5 separate regions of the Mus musculus genome follow, and regions 1, 2, 3 and 5 are each linked to region 4. Evidence: chromatin contacts called from public Hi-C and promoter capture Hi-C data. All regions are on one chromosome and are shown on one strand. Each heading gives the region's core, a stretch centred on a gene start, on an enhancer-like site or on the middle of the called end of the contact. The rest is flanking DNA. Distances are from core to core; before and after follow the strand shown.

Evidence for each region. Promoter capture Hi-C pulls out the DNA fragments that hold promoters and counts their contacts. A called contact is a pair of places that touch in the nucleus more often than the background predicts.
Region 1: a promoter capture Hi-C map of liver shows a contact between it and region 4, with 3 times the contacts expected there. The contact joins the enhancer-like site here to the promoter of Gpd1 in region 4. A contact is called at or near these places in 3 of 39 promoter capture datasets (erythroid cells, liver and pre-B cells), 3 of 484 Hi-C or Micro-C datasets (embryonic stem cells and uterus), 2 of 115 datasets of contacts at active chromatin or transcription factors (memory CD8 T cells and pancreatic cancer cells) and 2 of 9 other capture datasets (adipose tissue and liver).
Region 2: a promoter capture Hi-C map of liver shows a contact between it and region 4, with 6 times the contacts expected there. The contact joins the promoter of Tuba1c here to the promoter of Gpd1 in region 4. A contact is called at or near these places in 6 of 39 promoter capture datasets (embryonic stem cells, erythroid cells, liver and 2 more), 3 of 484 Hi-C or Micro-C datasets (CD8 T cells and liver), 4 of 115 datasets of contacts at active chromatin or transcription factors (embryonic stem cells, large pre-B cells, memory CD8 T cells and 1 more) and 2 of 9 other capture datasets (adipose tissue and liver).
Region 3: a Hi-C map of liver shows a contact between it and region 4, with 2.9 times the contacts expected there. The contact joins the promoter of Lmbr1l here to the promoter of Gpd1 in region 4. A contact is called at or near these places in 2 of 39 promoter capture datasets (both in liver) and 1 of 484 Hi-C or Micro-C datasets (liver).
Region 5: a promoter capture Hi-C map of liver shows a contact between it and region 4, with 2.2 times the contacts expected there. The contact joins the promoter of Fkbp11 here to the promoter of Gpd1 in region 4. A contact is called at or near these places in 2 of 39 promoter capture datasets (both in liver) and 1 of 115 datasets of contacts at active chromatin or transcription factors (bone marrow-derived macrophages).

What each region holds. Positions count from the first base shown.
Region 1 is chr15:100,620,925-100,625,292 of GRCm38.p6, forward strand. It overlaps Smagp (small cell adhesion glycoprotein), which reads right to left. Exons shown (of 4, transcript NM_174992.4): 3 at 1,705-1,785; 4 at 415-1,102. The coding sequence ends at 924. Among named protein-coding and RNA genes, the nearest start is that of Dazap2, 7.4 kb to the left of the region's middle. Within about 2 kb of position 1,402, at least 61 of the 459 cell types and tissues checked have an H3K27ac peak or open chromatin away from gene starts, as enhancers often do. A contact at or near this core is called in adipose tissue, liver, memory CD8 T cells and 1 more, where this site is marked.
Region 2 is chr15:99,026,895-99,031,554 of GRCm38.p6, forward strand. Tuba1c (tubulin, alpha 1C) reads left to right here and starts at 2,997. Exons shown (of 4, transcript NM_009448.4): 1 at 2,997-3,530. The coding sequence starts at 3,528.
Region 3 is chr15:98,916,529-98,921,317 of GRCm38.p6, forward strand. Lmbr1l (limb region 1 like) reads right to left here and starts at 1,570. Exons shown (of 17, transcript NM_029098.3): 1 at 1,322-1,570. The coding sequence starts at 1,393. Gm41396 (a long non-coding RNA gene) reads left to right here and starts at 1,441. Exons shown (of 5, transcript XR_001781764.2): 1 at 1,441-1,528; 2 at 2,385-2,494.
Region 4 is chr15:99,714,951-99,719,061 of GRCm38.p6, forward strand. It overlaps Gpd1 (glycerol-3-phosphate dehydrogenase 1 (soluble)), which reads left to right and starts at 2,637. Exons shown (of 8, transcript NM_010271.3): 1 at 2,637-2,698; 2 at 3,202-3,379. The coding sequence starts at 2,658. Gm16537 (predicted gene 16537) reads right to left here. Exons shown (of 3, transcript NR_155353.1): 3 at 584-889.
Region 5 is chr15:98,725,506-98,729,651 of GRCm38.p6, forward strand. It overlaps Fkbp11 (FK506 binding protein 11), which reads right to left and starts at 2,693. Exons shown (of 6, transcript NM_024169.4): 1 at 2,452-2,693; 2 at 2,178-2,243; 3 at 1,706-1,793; 4 at 1,395-1,428; 5 at 979-1,049. The coding sequence starts at 2,580.

The DNA.
Region 1 (4,368 bases), core at 152-2,651, 900 kb after region 4:
CCACTAGAGATGATCCTGGACTCACAACTGTAATCCAGTACTCACGGGGCAGAGGCAGGCCGATCTGTGAGTTAGAGGCCAGCCTAGTCTACCCAGAGAAACCCTGTCTCAAGGGTAAAAAAAAGAAAAGAGCTTTACAGATGGGATTGAATGCCAGGTCTTTCTTGGCTCCATCTATATTATACACAGGGATCTGGGAGATTGTGGCCCTTGCCAGAATTGAGAACAAACCCACTTATTTCTCATGTGTTTCCAGTGATGCTTGTCTGGGACAAACCTGGGTTGTCCTCATTGCCAACTCCTGAATAGTTTTGAGAACTGTAGAACTTCCATTAAGTCCTTAGAAAGATAACACATACAGATGAGTTAAATAAGAGAAAATGATGTAAAAAGCTTAAGCAGAACAAGGAAAAATTTAGTTCTTGAAAATGAAAATCTGATTTTCATAAGTTTAATTAGGATAAAAACAGTAGAAGTTTGAGGCTGATTGGGGAACAGTGGGGCTCAGATCAAACAAAGGCAGTAACATTCTCAGACTCCTATCCCCTCCCTGGTCTGACCCCTCCCTGTGGTGTCCTGCCTCCAGAAAGACTGGATAGCACTGACTGGGGCTATTGGTCGTCAACTAGGGAGGGGACAAAGTGGACCAGCATGTGACCTCACTTCCAACTCAGGCATGGCCCCTCTTTGGTGGTCGGTTTCGAGCACTGTCCTTATCAAGGCCCAGCATCATGAACAGCTTTCTCCGTGTCTCTGGACCCTGGAGTCAGTGATTCCGGTATTGGGGGCTGTGTCCTGGGAGGTGAGTGGATGTGCCAGTATCACCCAACGCCACTCCCTGGCTTTAGAGCAAACGTTCCCTAACTACAGAGGCAGCGGCTTAGTGTTGGAGCCAAGAATTGGCCCCTCCAGCCTGGGAAGCATTAGATGAAGTACTCTTCCTTCTCTCTGCCCTTGGCTGAGTCAGTCTCCATCTGGAGGATGGCGCTGGGCTCCCCTTCTGCAGGCTCATAGGTGACGTAGCTGCCTTTGTTCTTGTACAAGTGAAAGAAGATCAAGGTCACCACCGAGAGCAGGGTGAGGAACACCACGGTGATAACAACTTGGAAGGGAGAGAGAGGGAGAGAGGGAGACATGTTTCAGTACTACAAGGGGCCCTCTGAATTAGGCCATTACTTCCTAGTGGGGTGCCCCTCGAACACAGCTTGTCCAGGGCACAGCATCCAGAGGTTCTTGGTACTTGGCTATAGACATGCTGTTTTGATTTCTGACAAAATTCAACTTCCTCCCAAACCAGTTTCTGATGATCATGCTAGAAACCAGGAGGGAAATAAATAGCTCATGCCAACAGGAAGGGTGTTTTAAATACAGAGCTTCCTATGAGAGCCGCTCTGGTTCTCCCCACTCGCTCGCTCTTCCTCACCCACTCGACAAGCCACATATACCCTCCTCCCAACCCACACACCCCAGCTGAGCAGCCACATAACCGTGCCTGTGCATGGTCACTCCCAGCCTATCCCTTATGGTCATGCCTCTGGGTCTTTCACAGCTATGCATGTGTCAGACCTACATGCCAGAATGAACCCCGTTACCCTGACGATGTCCTTCCTGTATAGGGAACATCTTAGCAGTCACACTGGGTTCCAGGCTGAGCAAGAGGTCTCAGTTCTGAGGCTCCTTGAATTGGTACACTGGCATTATTACCTGCAATGAGCGCTGTGCTGGCCTCTTCAGCTTGTGGGGACAGGGTCTCAGGGGCCTGAAAAACCGGCGTGGTCATCAATTCTGGGAAGTTGAGGAAGGGGGAAAAGAAAACGGTGAACTCTTTGTCTTTGGCATTCTGTCACGACACCATCCTGGAGAGTTGCTCAGTGGTTAGAGCACAGGCTGTTCATAATATGTAACTCCAGCCTGTGTGGCCACCAGGCACACATGTACACAAATATCCATACAAGGAAAACACTCATATTCATAAAATACAGATTTAAAAAAGTTCATCGAATAGTGTCTACAGGAACTCCAAGCAGAAAATCCTGGAAAACAGAGATGGAAGCAAACTATTTCCAAATGACAACATTTTTATGATTTTCTCTCTGTCCAACACAATAGTTAAAAATAGGGGCTTGAGCTAGGTGTAGTGATGCACACCTTTAATGCTAGCTAGCACTTGGGAGGCAGAGGCAGGCAAATCTGCATTCAAGGCCAGCCTGTCTACAGAATGAGTTCCAGGACAACCAGAGCCACAACATGCGTGAGACCTTGTTTCAAAAAACAACTAAATAAATAAACAAACAAATAGGAGCTTTTGGCTTGGGGGTGGGGGTAACATGCTTTTAATCCCAGCACTCAGGAAGCAGAGGCAGGCAGGTTTCAGAGTTCAAGGCCAGCCTGGTCTATATAGAGAATTCCAGGCTAGCCAGGGTTATTGAATGAGACCATGAGGGGGTTGGGTTTTGCTAGGTGTGGTGACATGTCTATAATCCCAGAACTCAGGGCTGAGAAAGATTGTTCAAGATCCTCCTGTACTATATAGAGCTCCAGGCTACAAATACAATCCCTGTCCTTTGCCAGCTGTGCGCCCTTGGATAAGAAAGAATCACCTAACCCATCTGCATCGCTCGCTGCAGATGCTAACGGGGTGACAATACCTAGTTGTACGATTGTAACTATGACACTACGACAGGAGGGTTATAGTAATGTAAGGGGCACGTTGAGTGCAGAGAGAGAGAGAAGGGGGGATGTAAACGTCTGTGTCTCTGTGTGTCTGTGTATGTATGTGGTATGTGTCTGTGTGTGTGATGCAGCATCATGGTGTATCCAGTACATTTTGCAGCGTTCTACATACTCTAACATACTCCTGCCCGTGGGGTGTACTTGTGGAAGTCACAGGGGACGAGTTCTGGGCTCCATCCTCACCATCCTCTCGGTTTGACACAGGATCTCTTCCTGTCCTCTGCTCCCTACACTGGCTGGCCTGTGAGGAGTCTCCTGTCTCCACGTCCCACCTCACTATGGCAGTGCTGAGCTGGCAAAGGCATGCTGCTGCCAGGTGCCCTTCACCTTTAACCCCGGTGTTTAGGAGATGGACAGGTGGATCGATGCGATTTCCAGGCCAGCCAGTACCAGTGGGAATGTTTCTAAAGCAAAACAAATGCATGATACCACCTATGGCTTTACTCAGGTTCTCATGCTTGTACAGCAAGGGCCTTGCCCACCGAGCCTTCTCCCCGGCCTTACATATTATAAACGTGATTTCTAAGTAATAAAATACTATTCTTTTTTTTTTTTTTTTTAAGATTTTTTAATTTATTTTATGAATATGGGTACAGTGTTGCTGTCCTCAGACACACCAGAAGAGGGCATCAGATCTCATTACAGATGGTTGTGAGCCACCATATGGTTGCTGGGAATTGAACTCAGGACCTCTGGAAGAACAGTCAGTGCTCTTAACTGCTGAGCCATCTCTCCAGCCCCATAAAATACTATTCTTACCCTGCCCCAAATCTTTTACTTCTAGGACAGGGTCTGCACTTTACCAGGCTCAGCACAGGGCGTCTAGTACCCAGAACCTTCCTGCATTCTATCCTGTATCTGTCTGCCTATCCTTGAAGCTCCAAAACCCCAAAGTCCCAAAGCCTGAATCTAAAGTAATTACTCTGAGTCAGGGCCTTACCAAACTATGGTCTAGAAGGTCTCACTATGTAGCCCTGGTTGGCCTGGAGTTGCTCCATAGTCCAGGTTGGCCTTGAACTCACAACGATCCTGCCTGCTTCTGTTTCCCCAGAGCTGGAATTAAAGCGATAAAAGACTGTGTGATACCACAGTCTTTCCTTAATTAGCATTTTTGATATAACTGCTGAAGATGGGACTTGGTAAAGGTTACTGCAGGATCCAGGCTTTCAGAGGAAAATGGGCTGGCCCTCTCTGCAGGAGCTGCCATCTACTTTATGCCATCTACTTTATTTACCTAATGGCTTGTTTGAACCTAGAATCACAATCCTCAAGAGCTGGAGGCATGGGCTTATAGTGAGTTCTAGCCAGGCTGGGGAAAGACACTATCTCAAAAGAAAGAAAATAAAACCATGGGGGGGGGGTGCAGAGGAGAGAGGAAGTGGGGGGGGGGGCAGAGAGAGAGAGAGAAAGAGAATGAGAATGAATGAATGAGCAGAGGGAGGGGGAGATTAAAGGGGTAGGAGAGAAACTCTCAGCACTGTGGCCCAACTGCTTTGCCAGGAGCCATGCTAGGCACGCGGGGGACAGAGCAGGGCAGGACCTGCTTCACACCCTACCACGTCTCACACCCTACCACGCCTTAGAGGTTCCATCAGCTGAACATCCCAGGATCAGAAAAGCAGCAGAGGGGCCTGG
Region 2 (4,660 bases), core at 1,747-4,246, 690 kb before region 4:
ATTACAGGTGGTTGTGAGCCACCATGTAGTTGCTGGGATTTTTTTGTTTGTTTGTTTTTGTTTTTCGAGACAGGGTTTCTCTGTGTAGCCCTGGCTGTCCTGGAACTCACTCTGTAGACCAGGCTGGCCTCGAACTCAGAAACCTTCCTGCCTCTGCCTCCCAAGTGCTGGGATTAAAGGCGTGTGCCACCACTGCCCGGCAGTTGCTGGGATTTGAAGAGCAGTCAGTGCTCCTAGCTGCTGAGCCATCTCTCCAGCCCCTTTTGTGCTTTTCTTACCTTTCACCTCTTCACTGGGAATTAAACTCAATCCATCATAAATGCTAGGGAAAATGGAGTTTCCCAAATTGTTCAGATTGACCTCAAACCAGTGGTCCTTCTGCTTCAGCCTCCTAAGTAGCGGCGTTTACAGGCATGCTCCACCGTGTGGCGTTTACAGGCATGCTCCACTGTGCCAGAGCTCCTCACCATGCATCAATTCCATCCCTCTGGCCTTCGCATTCTGCCCAAGAACACCACAGGCTTTCTGTGACTGGAAGCTTTTGCTCCAGCTGCTGCCTGGTCCATTCCTTTTTGTTTGTTTTGAGACAGGGTTTCTCTGTGTAGCCCTGGCTGTCCTGGAACTCACTCTGTAGACCAGGCTGGCCTAGAACTCAGAAATCTGCCTTCCTCTGCCTCCCAAGTGCTGGAATTAAAGGCATCTGTCACCATTGCTCGACTTCTTTTTATTTCTTGCGTTTTTATTTACATAGACTATGTGTTTGCTGCGGCATGTGTATGGATGTCAGAGGACAACTTTTGGGAATTAGTGTTACAGGATACTTGATTATTGTACATAGAAAAGCTAATTGTTAGCAAAATATAAGAGTTTAAATAGATAATTGCATTTGTCAAAGGCGGCTAAATGAGTCCTGTAGAGATGCAGTTTAGGTGCGCCTCTAAAAGCCTCATTAGATAAGAATGCTAAAAAATGGAAAGTTCCTGCTAACTTTAAGGCAACTTGCTTGGGAGAGGTTCTCTCTCTCTCTCTCTCTTCCCACTTTCCCATTTCCCCTTTCCCCTTCCCTCTTCCCTCTCCAGTACTCTCTTTCTCCCATCTCCCCTTCTCTCTCTCTCTGCTTGGAAGAGTCTTCTTTATGGAAGGAGCTCCAAGTAAGGGCTAGGGATTTTTCTCTTTGACTTACAGGAAAACAGAGACACAGCTGGCAGGACACAGGTAAAACAATATTCTAGGAAAGAGAGCTAAGAAGCCCTCTCCGGTTTGGAGGAGCTCAAGAGAAAAGTAGACTAGCTCTGTAGATTGACTCAGAAAGAAATTTATTTTTTTAAAAAGAGATTTATTTATCTAAGTACACTGTAGCTAAAAGAGGTTTATTTATTATTATATCTAAGTACACTGTAGCGGTCTTCAGGCAGCACCAGAAGAGGGCATTAGATCTCATTACAGGTAGTTGAGAGACACCATGTGGCTGCAGGGATTTGAACTCAGGACCTCTAGGAAGATCAGTCAGTGCTCTTAACCACTGAGCCATCTCTCCAGCCCCAGAAAGAAATTTCTAAAGAGCTAGCAGTTTAGTTGTGGAATCAGGCTTGTAAATAGATATTTTGTATGTAGTTAAGAAAAAAAAGAAAAGAAAAGAAAGTTGCCTTGCTGAGCTAGCAGGTCTTTACCATAGTTTAAGCCTCTGGTACTTTATTGGTATAAAGATTAGATAATTTAATCAGTTACAGTTGGTTCTCTCCTTACACTGGATAGGTCCTGGGAGTCAAACTCCCAAGTTCCTCGGGCTTGGTGGCAAATGACCTTACCACTGAGCCATCTTGTCTGCCTGTATTGTACCACTTTTCACAGCCATCCCTGGCATTCTAGTCTTTTCTATTTGAAACAAAGTAGCCTGGATCAAATTTGCCAGTCTTGTCCCCTGCCTGCTGAAATACAGGTATGCATCATCACATTCAAATAAGGGCGGCTTTTTAATTTGTGTGTGTGTGTGTGTGTGTGTGTGTGTGTGTGTGTGTGAGAGAGAGAGAGAGAGAGAGAGAGAGAGAGAGAGATTCTGTGTACGTGCATAGGCCAGAGGTCAATATGTTCCGTCTTCCTCTATGACTCTCCACCTTTTTTTTTTTTTTTTTTTTTTTTTTTTTTGAGACAAGGTTCCTCACTGAACTCTGATACTGCAAGAGCAGCTGGCCTGTGAGCTCCAGGCTCTTCCTGTCTCTCTCTCCTTAGTATGAAGAGGACAAGCAAGCACACCACTCCAGTTCCTTAAACTTTCCCAGGGATCTGTCTATCTCCTCAGCAGGACTGAATGGCACTTCTGAGAAATCTGCTTTGCGGAGTTGTTCAGACAAGTCTGTCTAGTGCAGGGCAGTGGGGCAGGGAAGTCCAACGTCTCCCGCGGTGGAGACACTTGCCTGCTTTGTTTCCCGAACTCTCCTCTCCTCTTGACTGTAAAATGAGGAGAGGAGCCCCCGGGCTCTTGGGCCAGAGAGAATGTGGTACTACAGAGTGAACTCTGCATCCCACAGACGCAGAGAAAGGAATTAGTGTGGATCGCCTGGGTTTAGCTTGAGCACTGCAGCGGGGACCCATCTTGGGGGGCGGGGGGGAGTTACGAGTTCCTCTCATAATGGGCCGAATAATTTTGTGCCTCTTAAGGCTCTTAAGACTCGGAATGTTTGCTTAAAGAGGAGCTGAGGCAGACTCTGCCTTCGAAAATAAAAGGGCGCTCGGGATGCTCTGGCAAATATCCTCAGGACTTGGGGGAAGGGTGGGGAGAAGGGAGGAAGGAGGAGAGGGCTAGCCTTCTAGAAGGCGGGAGTAAAGAGTAAGGTGCTTAGGACCCATTGGAGGCAACTGAGACCTAGGTTAGGAAAGATTGCCTTCAGGGGCTGCAACCCTGGTGATGTTGTAACCGGCTTTGGCTTGAGCTAACTTCAGCTCCACCCCTCCCACTGTGCCGTCAAGTTGACTGGGCGTTTCCATCTTGGCCCCCTGAAGCTGTCGCAGTCACCACCCTGCCGGCAGCCCCGGGTCACCTCTCTGGCTCACTCTTCCGGGCTCCAAGGCCTGGGTGGGGCGACCGAGCCACAAGTGCGGCGGCGATCAGCTGTGAGTCCCCGGTGGCTGAGCCAGGCCGCCCCCCTCTCTACCTGGGACTTTCTTCCGGCCAGAGCTCCACAAAGATCTCGCTGTCCTCCAACTTCCAATCGCCTTCCCCACCTTCTTCCCCGCCCCACCTGGCCCTGGCGTGGACCCTGGGTGTCTCCTCCCCTTCCCACTTCCAGCTCCTTCTACGGAGTTTGATTTGAACTTTCGAACCCGCCAATCATCGGCTTCGCTGCGGCCCGGGGCGGGGTCCGGTGTCCGCCCTCCCGACGCGTGGCCCGGCCAGGGTATATAAGCCCTGTCCTGGAGGCGGACCTTACACAGCTTCTCCCCCGGACTCCTTGGTAGTCTGTTAGTGGGAGATCTTCGTCACCCTTTTTCACTTCCTCAGTTTTCGCGGACCACTTCAAGGACTAAATATGGTGAGTATGGCTTTGGGGTAGCGGCGAGGTCGTCTGAAGGGACCGCGGGAGCTGAGGGCTGCCCGGGAGACGATACCTGCAATAGCCCCACGACGGCCGCCTCCAGTTAGACTGGCTTCTGGCGTTTGGGGTGTGAGAGCCTAGTCCACTAAACTAGTGTCGCTTTGGGCTGGAGGGCTCGTCCCGATCCTCTGTCTCGATCCTCCTGGGAGAGCATCCCGTCTCGGCCGCCGGTCGCTCCCGGAAAGGCAGGGAACTTTCACAATGATCACGAGAGTTTGGAGAAACTCAAAGGTCTCCATTTTCCTCAAATGATGTCGCTCTCCCAGCTGGGATAGCCCAGAGGACCTCGTGCGCTCTGGACAGGACTGAGCAAATACTTCCGGGCACCGTCTCCACGCCCTGTGACTCGCTGCTGAGTCACCTGTGGCCAGTCCCCGGCCCTTCCAGCTGCAGCTGTGCACCTGAGAAGGCGAGCTCCTCCGTAGGAGGGAATAATTGGCGTCAGATCCCCTAAGCCAGCCTAGTTTTTAGTGTTACTTCAACGGCATATTTATATTTAGCCCAGTTAAGAAAAAATGTCCGTAAAAAATTTTTTTTTCAATTTAAAGCTAGAGTAAACTACCAACAGCGGGTTTTTTTCTCTCCCTTCCCCTCTCCCCCCCCTCTCTCTCTCTCCTTCCTTCCTTCCTTCCTTCCTTCCTTCCTTCCTTCCTTCCTTCCTTCGATAAAGGGTTTCTTTGTAGCTCTGGCTGTAATAGAACTCACCCTGTAGACCAGGATGGTCTGGAACTCAGAGCTCTGCCTGCCTCTGCTACCTGAGCTGAGATGAAAGGCAAACCACTTGGCTTGCACTTTGGTTTTTGAGTGTCTTATGCTCATGCCAGTCTTGAAATCATTATGTGGCCAAACATGACCTTCAACTAAAACCAAGATCCTTCTGTCTCCACTACCCAAGAGCTAGGGTTATTCACCTGGTTAACAATGTATTAGTTCAGTTTTCAAGAAAAAAATGGGTGAGGCTATCAAACCCTGGGCTCTGGAGGCAGCGGCAGGAGTATCTTCTGAGTTCTGGTCAGCCAGCACAATGAGACCCGGTCTCAAAAGCAAACAAAGTTACCAGGAACTCA
Region 3 (4,789 bases), core at 320-2,819, 800 kb before region 4:
GCCTCATCCCTCCAGGTGGTCAGTATCTTATAAGGCCTGGATGTGCCCCCCCCTGGCCCCCCACCGTGATATGCCCAATCCCCAATGTGTACCTCTCCCAAGGAACACAGAAGAGATGCTACCCGACTCTTATCCTGGGGCTAGATACTCGTATGCCCTCATTGGTAAGGGCAGACCTAGTCCCCTTTACCGTTTCTTCAATCTAAGCATGCCAAGGGGTAGCCTAAAGCTCAGCCTGAGAAAAATGAAGAAAGACACCATCTGAGCCCTCCCCTTTATTCAGTAAGATCTCCTTCCACTCCTCCAAACCCTTCCCTTTTCATTTAGTATGTGCAGAGCTCTCTGGGAAAACAAAACAAAATAAAACAAAAAAACCCAGCAGACAAAGAGATTATCATTCAAAGCAGGCCCAAGGAAAATAGATTTCCCTAAGTCCCACGGGTGCTCCTACCCTAGAGTAGTACACTGCCGTATGGAAAGTTCAACTGCAATTCTAGATTAATGCTTAAAGAATAAGAAATACAGGCTAGATGCGCTCAGGATCACTGCGGACCCGGGACCCTCCCACCCCCACCCCACCCCACCCCACCCCACCCACACATGAGAACTCACACGGGATGGCTGGAAACCCAGTCTGAGTGTCAAACAAATTATCCGGAAGTCGTGCGGGGTGTGTGTCATTGTATTGGCTTGTGTTTGGCATGCTGCATGCCAGAGGCCCAGGATTCAATCACAGAAGGAATGAAAACAACCACTACTACAGGGGAGAGAAAACAGGCGGGGAAACCTCGGTGTTCCTCCATCTCCACTTCTTACAACCCCATCTCGTCGGACAGGACTTCTTTCTTCCTTAGTGGGAGGACCCACTACAGCTCCCACTTTTCCTTCGCCCCTCGCGCCACCATCGCATGTCCCCGGTTAACTGCTCAATGTGACCGAGTCTCCCTTCATTTCAACATCAACCATGGTTGCCCTTCATCTACTTTTAAGGGGGAACACGCACACTAACTTGTCCCGAAGCAAATCCATCCTTTTCCAGAGGATCAAACGCTCCACACTAGAGGACCCCCATCGCCAGGAACGCCCACGGGGGTGGAGTAGAAGGGGCGGGGGGAGGGGCGAGCGGCCGAGGAACGGAAACCCGGCGGCTTTGTTTACGGCTCAGGGACCCAGCCGACCCGACCGGGAGTTCACCGGCCCGGCCCCGGCGCTCGCAGGGGTCGAGGTGCTCCGGAGCCCAGGCAGCTGGACTTCCCGTCTCCATCGCGGCGCGCCCCTCCCACCTCGGCCCGGCCCCTTCCCGCCCAGGTCCCGGACTCACGATGCACTCGCGGACCCTGTCGTGGAACAGCTGTTCTCGCACGGATAGCACTTCGTAGTCAGCTGCTTCCATACTCTGCTCAGCATGACTGGGGCGGGGGTGTCTCCGGGCCCGGGGAGGACGAGCGGGGATGAGGCCGCCGCCGCCCGCCAAGCACCCGGACCCAGCCTAAGCGCCTCTCCTCGCTGCCCGTGACGGAAACTCAAGGTAATCTGGGGCTCAGATTCTGCGGTCGGACGCCCCGCCCTTAAAGGGGCAGGCCCCAGCCCGCCTAGTCTTAAAGGGCTCGGGTCCCCCTCGGTCCCCTCCCCTTTAAGGTGGGGTCACTCGCAAGCACGTTTCAACGCAAGTACCCGCCGCCCGGCTACGCGGAAGTGCCAGGCTTGGTGCCCAGTGACGACACAAGGCCTGGGCGGGTTTCTTCAGAGGAGCGGAACTTACTGGTTCCTCGTAGACTGTCGGTCATCGCTAGGAGTGCGCTGATAGGACATTCTGGGAAAGGAGGCGGGATGTTTTTGGCCTGTCGAAGCTGTTCTAAAACTAAGAGTCCTTGTGGTCCACGGCTGAGATGTGAGGGTTGGTTCCAGGATGTGTATCCGTCAGGATTTTAGTTTAAACGAATAAGGTTGGGATCAGGTCAGCCCGTCGAGAAGATGTAAGCACCACGGGGTCTTCTGAAGGGACGGCTGCCTGTAACCCAAAGGTCCATAGCGTTTTCTTTTCTTTTTCTTTATTTTTATTTTTGGTTTTTCGAGATAGGGTTTCTCTGTGTAGCCCTGGCTGTCCTGGATCTCACTCTGTAGACCAGGCTGGTCTCGAACTCAGAAATCCGCCTGCCTCTGCCTCCCAAGTGCTGGGATTAGTGGCTTGTGCCACCACTGCCCGATGCGTTTTTTTATTTGTTATTGGAGTTTCCCTGCCACTCCAGACAGCTTTCACACAGTTATTTTTGTGGAAGGCCTAGGGTATTAGAGAACAAATAGTTAAAAAACAAACCACAACAAAAACAAAAAAACAGGAGACTTTTTAAAAATGTCATGAAACTTTTGTTTTGTTGAGACAGGTCTTGCGATGCAAACCAGGCTACCCTTGAATTCTCAGCTTCCTAGTTGATTGCATGTATTACCAGGCCCAGGCTATCCCGAAACTGAGGAAATATCCCAGGGAATATTGGTGAGTGGGTTGAGTAAAACATTAACTCCCAAACATTAACTCCCTGCTATGTGCTGTTCTCTTTATAGCCTTTATCTAATTTTAATGTTTTAACATTTTAACGTTTTAACGTTTTAATTTGAAACTAGAAAATAGAGGTTGGCCCAGTCCTACTTTGAGATTCAGAAACCATCTGGGCATTGTGGCACACGTCTTTTAATTCAGCACTAGGAAGGCAGAAGCAGGTGGATCTATAAATTCATGGCCAGTCTGCCCTTTACATAATGTTTTAGGACAACCAGAGTAACATGGTGAGAATTTGTCTCAAAAACAAAATAAATACATCCCGTGTATACATTTATGTTTATATAGTTGGCCCTCTGCATTGTTGGGTTCTACATCTGTGGGTTCAGCTAATCTCAAACACAAAGCAAAAACCATTTGGGAGGGGTAGCTATAGAGATGGCTCAGTTGGTAACAGGAGAAGGACCTAAGTTCCATTCCTAGCACCCACAATTAATGAGTAGTGCAGGCTGGTGAACCCGGGGAGGTGTGGACGGGAGGATCCCTAGGGTCTGCTGACTAGACTAGTCAGCGAACCCTATTCATGTAGCCCCAAGTCCTAATGAGAGACCAAGTCTAAAAACACATCTGGGATACAAAGAGAGACCCTGCTTCAAAATACAACAGCAAAATACATCTAGGGCTGGGAATGTTACACAGTGATAAAGAACTTAGCATGAGCAAGACCTTGGATTTGATTCCCAACACCATGAAAAAAAGTCTTGGGAACAAAATTATGTCTGTACTGAACATGTGCAGATTTTGTGTTCTTGCTGGTATACCCTAAATTTTGTTTTGTTTTTTGTTTTTTGAGACAGGGTTTCTCTGTGTAGCCCTGGCTGTCCTGGAACTCACTCTGTAGACCAGGCTGGCCTTGAACTCAGAACCACCTGCCTCTGCCTCCCAAGTGCTGGGATTAAAGGCATGCGCCACCACTGCCCGGCTATACCCTAAACTATTTATATAATTTTTACACCGTATTGAGAATTATAGGTGCTGGAGTATTGGTTCTAAATATTTTGGGCGATATGCATACGTTATATGCAAATTCTGAGTTGTTGGCATTTTTTTGTTGTTGTTTTTTTGTTTTTAAGACAAGGCCTCTCTATAGTCCCAGCCTTCTCAGAATTCAGTGTTTAGAGAAGGCTGGCCTCAGATTCACTGAGATCCAGCTGCTGCTCCTCCTGATGCTGGAATTAAATACACGTGCCACCATGCCCCACTCCACCACACCACAGTTGTAAGTTTTACACTTGTACGTCTGTTTCTCTCTCTGTCTCTGTCTCTCTCTCTCTCTCTCTGTGTGTGTGTGTGTGTGTGTGTGCATGAGAACAAGTTCATGCCCAGGTGCACATGAGGCGGTCACAGGACAACTTTGGGGAGCTAATTTTCTCCTTCCACAGTGTAGGTCCCAGCAACTGAGCTGAGGTTGTCAGGCTTGGCCAGCAAGTGCTTTTGAAAGCCACCAGAGTCCTCAGACATTTATTTCAACTATGAGAAGCGTGGTGCTTTAATGACAGTGGTATAGTGCAAATCAGGTTGGGCACACTCCTGTCTGCACAGGCTTGTAATTCCAGCACAGAGAAGGATTGAAAGCTGAGGCAGAAGGATGTAGGTTGGCCAGCTTGGGTTAGGAAGTTCCAGTCTAACTGGGAATACCTAACAAGGCTTTGTCGCAAAAAATAAACCAAAAGTAGACATTGTCTCAACAAAATAGATCAAAAATAACTAAAAGACTTAGACTCGCTGGGCAGTGGTGGCGCCTGCCTTTAATCCCAGCACTCGGGAGGCAGAGGCAGGCGGATTTCTGAGTTTGAGGCCAGCCTGGTCTACAGAGTGAGTTCCAGGACAGCCAGGGCTACACAGAGAAACCCTGCCTCGAAAAACAAAACAAAACAAAACAGAAAAAAAAAAACCAAAAAAACAAAAAAACCTCAGAGTCAAACCAGAGCATTTCATTCCTATTGACTGCCATGCATAAGATTCAGGTCCATGATATGCCAGGTGTTAGGTGTGTTGAGTAGATATGAAGGACCTAGCTTCTCCTTCATAGAACTTAGAACTTGTAGGAATGATAAACAGCGAGTAGGAGGCTGGGGGCAGGGTAGTTCAGTAGGCAGAGTGCTGCCAACCATGCACATAACCTGGGGTTTGCTCCCCAACAATGCATAAATGAGTCTGGTAGTGTACATTTGTAATCTCAGCACTTGAATACAGAGCTCAAGGTCACTTATGCCTATATGACTAGTTCAG
Region 4 (4,111 bases), core at 1,387-3,886:
ATGGCCGCTTTAGTCCTGTGTTGAGTAGATAGGGCTGCCTAGCTGGCTGCTCAGACATCAGAGATGCTCCTTGGGAAAAGCAGGCAATGCCTGCAGTTCTACCTGCTTCCACCAGGGGGCTCACAACCTCCTACTGCACTCCTGCCCAAGAAAGTGTGGAACATTGGATGAGCCACTGCCACATCCTGTAGTCAGCTGAAAAATCTTACTCATCAGTACATTGATACATGCCTTTAATCTCCACGCTAGGGAGGCAGAGGCGGGAGGGTCTCTGAGTTCCAGGCCAGCCAGGATTACAAAGGCACTATTTCACAAAAAAGTGAATAAAATTTTACCCACTGAGCAGCTGGGGGTCTGCTGAGTAGTGTTGTCTGTCTGCTGCCAATCTAGAACATCCTGGCTTCTCTGAGTTGAGAGGGTTAAAAAAAAGGTGTAATCACTGGGTCTAGAGAGAGCGGGTGACTGAGCTGGCATCTGTTTTTACCCAGGCTAATTGCACGTGTAATGAGTGGCCGATGAATCATCAATTCCAAGCAGATACGGCACAGCCTGCTCTTGGAGAGGCTTTGGTGGCACAGACAACTTCCTGTTAACGAGCATTCTCTTTATTCCTTCGTGAATGGCCACGTGCTTTGTCTCTCCACACAGCCTAATAGGATGTAGGGGCAAAGAGAGGCGGGAGTATTTAAGCAAAAACAAGGATCCGTTTCAGGCATAAATGCCCATTCTTTAGGGTTCCTATCATATGTGCCAGGGACAGGAACATCCTTTCTCTTCCACCCCTCGTAATCAGCGCTCCCAGCTGGCGGCCTGGCACCGGAGCCTTCATCTCTGTGCCAGTGTGATAAAGGAGAGGTCTGTGGGAGGCTAGCTCTGCATCAGGCAGAATCTGATAGAAGAAAAACAACTAGCTATTGATTGATTTCAGTGATTCTCCCCATCATTAGAGACTGCCTGGCCGCGAGACCATGATAGGCTGCCTCTGTGTAATCCCCGAGCTGAGAAAAAGACATGCTTCCAATCCTGACCTCCTACCCACTTCTCCTCGCCGCTGGTGGCATTGGTGACACTCCCCTCTAACCTAGTGCTGATTACTGTCCCTGGCCAGGGGCAGCCTGGGGGGGTGGGTGGCAACACTCCATTAGTGGTGTGCCAAGCCAGGAGGTCTGCACATGAGCATACAGTGGCGCCTGCCCTGTGGGTCAAGGTGCAGCACTGGAGGGCGAGAAGCCTGCGCTGCGCTTTCCAGAGTGACTTGGAAACCCGAGTTCCTCCTCTTAGTCAAACAGATGTCTGTGGGTGCCATGGAGCCCAAACTGCTGGATATGGGCCTGCCTTTCTCCCCCTCCCCCAAAGCTACACACCCACACCGGCATCAGAGACCACAGAGCTGCGGAGACATGGCTACCCTTGAGTTTTAGAGGCTGCTGCTGTAACTGGCTTCTCTGGCCCTGTCTAGAGACTGTAACCAGCTGTTTAATTTAAGGGTCCCTGTGGGATAAGCAGAGCCTGAGAGAAGAAATTGAAGGGAGATCAGGCTTATCCAGGAGCATGTGCTGGCCACCACCTTCTGCCCTTCCTGAAGCCTGGAAGGAGTGTGGGTGGGCCACGTGTCACCAGTGGCCTTTGACCTTCCTTCCCTTTAGAGACCTTCAAACGGAGATTATCTGAGGTGAAGGGGCAACCTGTGGGTCCCTGACCTGCAAGTAACCAAGATGACCTTGTTATTTTTAGTTTTCCAAGACAGGGTTTCTTTATGTAACCCCCCCCCCCCCACTATCTGGGAACTCACTCTGTAGACCAGGCTGGCCTCAAACACACAGAGATTCACCTACCTCTGCCTCCTGAACGCCAGGATTAAAGGTGTGCACCACTATGTCCATTTTCTCCCGAGATATTTTAATCCTTGGTCGGGGTGGGGGTATACACCAAAGCAGCCCCTTACTGTGTATGTGGTATTGTAGTATTATTCCCTAGAAGGTGCTCACATCCCTTGATCCTCTCACCCAGAGCCCGTGGTGGAGCTACCATCATGGGACATCATGGGAGTGGAACAGCTGAGGATCTGGGGGAGGCACATGCTAGCTAGCGAGAGCGATGAGGCGTTTGCCTTTGAAAACATCGCTGTTGCTGACGCTAGTGCTTTTTTCTCTCTCTCTCTGAAACAGACTAGCCTCGAACTCATCGAGACCCTCTTGCCTCTGCTTCCCAAGCGCTGGGGTTAAAGACATGCACCACCATGCCGAGCCCTGTCAGTTGCAGTTTATTTCAGTGCTGGAGACTGAAGGCATAGCTGGGGGGGGGGGGTGTGATAGCTGGGGGGGGGTGTGATAGCTGGGGGGGGGGGGGTGTTACTGTTTCTTGACCAGACTCAATACCAATACGTAGGTGGAGAACTAAGCCGAGGCCAAACGAGGGAAGAAGCTGGCCAGCACTGTCAGCTGGGAACTCGAGAGGAAAAGCTGGCCTGGCCTCAGCCTCAGTCCTGTTCTCCACCTGTCTGTCCCCTTTACTACCCTTTCTGCAGGCCAGACTCCTAGTCCCTGGGTGCCAGCCTCTGGGCCACCTCAGGGGCGGAGCTTGGCTGCACCCACGTGTGGTGGAGTTAAATACTCGGAGCCCACACCCGCCGGGGCAGAGAAGCAGCAAGCAGCACCATGGCTGGCAAGAAAGTCTGCATTGTCGGCTCTGGCAACTGGTGAGTGGTTCTGTGAAGGGCAGGGGGGGAGGGAAGGGCTCTCCGAGGGCTGAGGGGCTCCGCGGAGGGAGGCTGGGTGAGCAGGAAGCGGGCAGAGGGTAGGAAATGCCCTCAGGAGCCAGCTGGACTCCTGCTGCCGTCTCCAGTGCTTACGGTACACAGGACAGTCTGTGCCCAGCCTCCCGGCTGTGCCCGCCTGGGCGCTGCACCTGTTCACCACAGGAAGGTGAGCAGAGTGCTGTTGCCTTCCCTGCCTGAGAAGCTGCCTGCGCGGTGTAGGGAAGGCTAGCCCACCTCCCCAGCAGCAAAGACTGGATAGATTGAATCTTCTATTGCCAGTTGTGGGAGACACATTCATCATAGGGGACCAGGGTGGGAGTAGGGGGGCGGAGTGACGTGAGAGTGAGAGGCAGGAGGTAAAAAAAAATCCAACAAGCTTTATGAGTTCCTCCCCCTCCTCCCTGTCACCCTAGTCCACTTTCCTGTGTTTCCTCTCCCGCCAGGGGCTCAGCCATTGCCAAGATCGTGGGTAGCAATGCAGGCCGGCTGGCACACTTTGACCCACGGGTGACCATGTGGGTGTTTGAGGAAGACATCGGGGGCAGAAAGCTAACTGAGATCATCAACACTCAGCACGAGAATGTTAAATACCTGCCAGGGCACAAGCTGCCCCCCAATGTGGTGAGCTCCAACTCGATGTGAGAAGAGAGAGAGAGCGAGGCAAGGAAAGGGTATACTCAGTCAACACGCAAAAGTGACTTCGAGGTGCCTCCTTCCCAGAGGAGGGGAGGAGGCCACTGTAGGCGCCCGCTGGCTTGGTGGAGCAGCAGGCGGGGTGCTCTAGGCCTGGAGTACCCCTCCCCCATTAAGCCCCTATATTACTCTTTTGGAATCTTTCTGGAATCTGAATGTACCACCCCTTAGAGGTGCTAGGTGGAAAAGAGGGGTCTCCATGGCAACCAAAGGCTGGTTCTCAGGCTCCCGGACTCGGGGTCCAACTTCTCCTGCCTGCCCTGAACTCTAACCCTGTTACTCATTCACTGGTTATTAGCAGATCTGAAGGCTGATCATTGGACTTTTGGTCTTTGGTCAAATCCATATGGCATTCTCCTCACCTAGAAAGGGGGGACAGAGAGTCCGCAGGGAGACTGGGGCTCCCACTGCCAAGTTCGGGCCCCTAAGACGCAGCAGTGATGAAATCTTAGTTGGCCTCTTCCCCCTGCCAGGCCTAGGCTGCCTTTGGCAGTCTTCACTGACCCATAGCCAAGGGCTAAACGTGTGGCAGCGTGGAGGCAGGCGTGTTCTAGGAAGCTTCAGTGCCCCAGGAGAGCTGGGGACAGGGAACACAGAAGTTCTGATAGTTCCTGTTAAAGTCTCAAAAACCCTCCCTCCCCTAACACTGGCTTGGAGATC
Region 5 (4,146 bases), core at 1,443-3,942, 990 kb before region 4:
TGGGAAGGGCAGGATTTTTCTGAGAGTTCTGTTCTGTTTTACTCTTGACACAGGGTCTCTCGAGTCAGTGGCCCTGGCTGTCCTGAGACTCACTATGTAGACCAGGCTGGCCTTGAACTCACAGAGATGGACCAGCCTCTGCCTCCCAGGTGCACCACCACTCCTGACTTAGTTTTGTTTTGGAGGTTTTTTTGGTTTTTTTGTTTGTTTGTTTTTGTTTTTTGTTTTTTGAGACAGGGTTTCTCTATATAGTCCTGGCTGTCCTGGAACTCACTCTGTAGACCAGGCTGGCCTCGAACTCAGAAATCCACCTGCCTCTGCCTCCCAAGTGCTGGGATTAAAGGCATGCGCCACCACCACTGCCCGGCCTCACTCCCAACTTGTTAAGAGAGACTTTGTGGGGCTGGCGAGATGGCTCAGCAGGTAAGAGCACTGACTGTTCTTCTAAAGGTCCTGAGTTCAAATGCCAGCAACCACATGGTGGCTCACAACCACCCATAATGAGATCTGATACCCTCTTCTGGTGCTTCTGAAGACAGCTACAGTGTACTTATATTCATAATATATATGTATAATAATAAATAAATTAAAAAAAAAAACAGAAAGACTTTGCTTGGTCCTCCCTACTCTCTTCCAGGGCCCCCTACAGGCAACACTGGTGTAAGAATCTCGTGTGAAGGTGAATTCTAGGAGTCAAGGTCAAGTAGCCAGCTATACTTTGGTGCTCTGGGATAAGTAGTGTAGGCAGCAGGACCCACGTGGCTCAAGCCGGTGCCAAAAAGTCACCAGCTGTCTACAGCCAGGTCAGGTGGCCTTCACAGGTGCTTTATAGCCTCTCCTGGAGAAAAAGTGGCCTTGAAGGAGGAGCCCCAGCTCAATTCTTTCCTGAGATTTGATCTGGACTTTTTCAAGCTCGAGACAGAGCAGAGGTTCTTGGGACTGTGTGTGACAGGCAGGAGAAAGGCCTGGTTAGGTTACCTGGGATAGATGGCGGGTACCCTCGCTTTCCATAAGCCAGGTGAGAAGGAATGACTGCTCTTCGCTTCTCTCTGAGGGAAGGAACAGGGATTGCAGGCAGGAGGGGGGTGAGCTGGCAGCCTCAGCCCATCTGAAGTGCCTTACCCCCCTCCTCAGATAGCGACACCAAAATATGAAATTCTCCACCTGACAGGTGGATCAGCAAAGTCACCAATCTCCCCACAGCACTCAGCCTCCCCCAACAAAACTGACAGCTGGAGAGATGCCCTGGGGGGGGGGTTCCCATTAACCTGCACCTCTCCAGTATGAAGTCAGGGGCCCTTTACTCTACAACGTCCTGCCACTGGAGAAGGGATGACAGAGAAACCTTCTACCCGGAAAAAGGAGCAGTCAGGCCCCGGCCTTCAGATACTCACCCCACACACATGTCCAAAAGGCTCTGCTCCAGACCTTGAGGAAGAAGGCAAAACTGAACTAGAAGCTACATATCTTCCCCACAGTACCCAAGAGGAAAATCAAAGGCTCCCCGTCATCAAATGAGCTTAGCTCCACTTCTCAGACTCTCTGCCGCAGTGATGTGTGGGGCAAGAAGAGTGTTAGAAGTGGAGTCTGAGGTAGCGGGAGAGCCTTGGGATCCTTTTCATTCTAGCGGCTGTTCCAGAGCAATACAGCCGGCAAGCAAGCAAGGGCTTAGGCTAGGGAGAGGTCAGAGGCACGGGGCACATACCTGGAATCACCTGCTTTTGGCCGAGTTCTATGACCAGAGGATCTCTGGTCAGAGAAGTGTCAATAATGCGTCCATCTACCAAACTGCCCTGAAGACAAAAAAAAATGGTGGGTCTAAACCCACCATTCTTCCCACAATTTGGGACCACCCGGAAGGAAGCAACCCCTTTAACAAACTTGTGTCCTGTCCCCATCTCCTTCCACCCACCACCACCATGGGCAAGAAGGAACAGGAAGCCCCACGGGGCTGGCGCTTCTTGGAGCTCTCTCTATCCTTCTTTTCTCAGCGCTGGAGAGGAATCGGCAGAAAACAAGGAAGAAAGAGAAGCAGGCGAGAGGACGCCCCCACGTGCGGGCTGATCCTAGGACTCAAGTTCTCTAGGATAGCTTGCCACGTGTCCAAGCCAAAGCTGACGTGTTTCAGCCGGGCGCCGCCCCTCCCAGGCCACGCCCCGGACCCCCAAGCCCCTCACCGTGTAGTGTATGTGGAGCGTGTCTCCAATGGCAGCAGATTCCGTGCACGATTCAGGGGGCTGCACCTACGATCAGACTACAAGGGTCAAGGCTGCTCCTCCTAAGCTCCTCTGGAGACCCAGCACCTTTTCCCCCAACTCAGTTCCTTCGCTTCTTTCCTCTTCACTCTCACAGGACCATTTAGAGTCCCAGGCTTCCCCGCGATCCCTGGCCGTAAAGGGGAACGGCGGGACATGGGGTGGGGGGAGGGGAGTGGCACCACAGTCTCCTCACCAGGGTCTCCACTTGGAGGGTCCGGACAGGACTTTCGGTTTCTGGCCCAGCCTCAGCCCGGCACACCGCCCCACTGAACAGTAGCAGCAGTAACAGCTGGAGTGGTAGGAGCAAAGGGCTCAGGGTCATGATTGGACCGGGTCAGAGCACCAGGATACCAGGGCAGGCTGTTCGGGTGCACGCGACCAGGACGGGTTCCCTCACTCCAGGCCAGACTGGTATGGGCGGGTTTTCAAGGCGCTAGCTCCTCCTCCTCCTCCTCTTGCAGCCCTCCCTCCACTTTGTCCCCACCTCCTAGAGGGGAAGAGACTGCAGAATTCCCTAACCTGTGATGGAGGTCGCGGATGGTGACCCATCTAACAGTCTTTCTGACCCATGACGACGGCTGGATCATGTAATAGCACATATTTGCCATTACCAACTGTAAAGAGGGGCGTTCGTTTGTCTCTAACCTGCGAATGGCCAGGAAAGGGAGGCACACACTTGTCCCCATTTCATAGCTAGGGCACTTGCCCAAGGTTAACATGGCAACTGGTGACAGTACTCAAGCACAGGGCTAGCATTTGTGCTCTGCTCGGTCTTCTAAGATCTGTCCCTTTCCACTAAGCCCAGAGGCAGGTGTCCAAGTCGGCTGACCCTTCACACTCCTGTTCATTCTGCTCTCGGGTATGTCCAGAAAGAGCTGGCGGCTTCTCCAGCCTCCTGTCTTGGGAAGCATTACGGGGCATCTTCCTGTAAAAAGTGATCCATCACAGATCTTCTCCTACCAGCAATGGCGTTTCCTTCCTGTTTTCCACAAATCCTTTTCACAACAGCAGCACGGACACCAGTCTTGTGTTTATGCAAGGACTTCAGTTTTTAAAGGGGGCTCAAGTAATTTTAGGCAGCCTTACCAGTTTCGAATTTCATGGTCTGAACACTCACTGACAACCTAAGCTGTGGTACCCAGCTCCTGGTCACTCACTCAAAGGCTGTCTGGCATGGTGTCCTTCCATACCATATTTATTCTCAGGCTGTTTCTTGGTTCGTTGTCTTCTTTAGCATTGATACCGGTTGTAAACACAATTCCACCTGTGTGTCTGGCCAGCAGCTCAGACTACACACACACACACCCAACACACACTTCCTCTTATTTGGAAGAACCTGACCTCCCTGACCTGGCTGTCTTGGTGGTTCTCCTGTACCGACATTCTGAGATTTCTTCCATCTCTAATACCCAACCAGTTTCCTTTGGGATTTCCTCTTCCAGCCCCATTAGCGAGTGCCTCCATATATAATGCTATCATTCTAATTAAGCTCTCATGTTCTCTGGGGGTGGCTTTGTGGTATTGGGGATCCAGTCCAGGCAGGGCTCTGCTCATACCTGGCAAGCGCCTTAGTTAACACCCCTAACCCAGGAATTATTTTTTAAATGCTCATTGTCAGAGGCTGGATAGATGGCTCAGTGCTTAAGAGAGTTTGCTGCTCTTCCAAAGACCAATTCCCTGCACACACATCAGATGGCTCAAAAAGTCTGTAACTCTAGCTCCAAGGACTCCAATGCCCTCGTCTAGTGTCCATATACACAATAAAAATAAATCTTAAAAAAAAAAAAGCAAAACCCTGCCTTCCAGATGTTGTGGTACACACCTTTAATTCCAACACTCAGGGGGCAGAGGCAGACAAATTCCTGAGTTTCAGGCCATGTAGGACTAC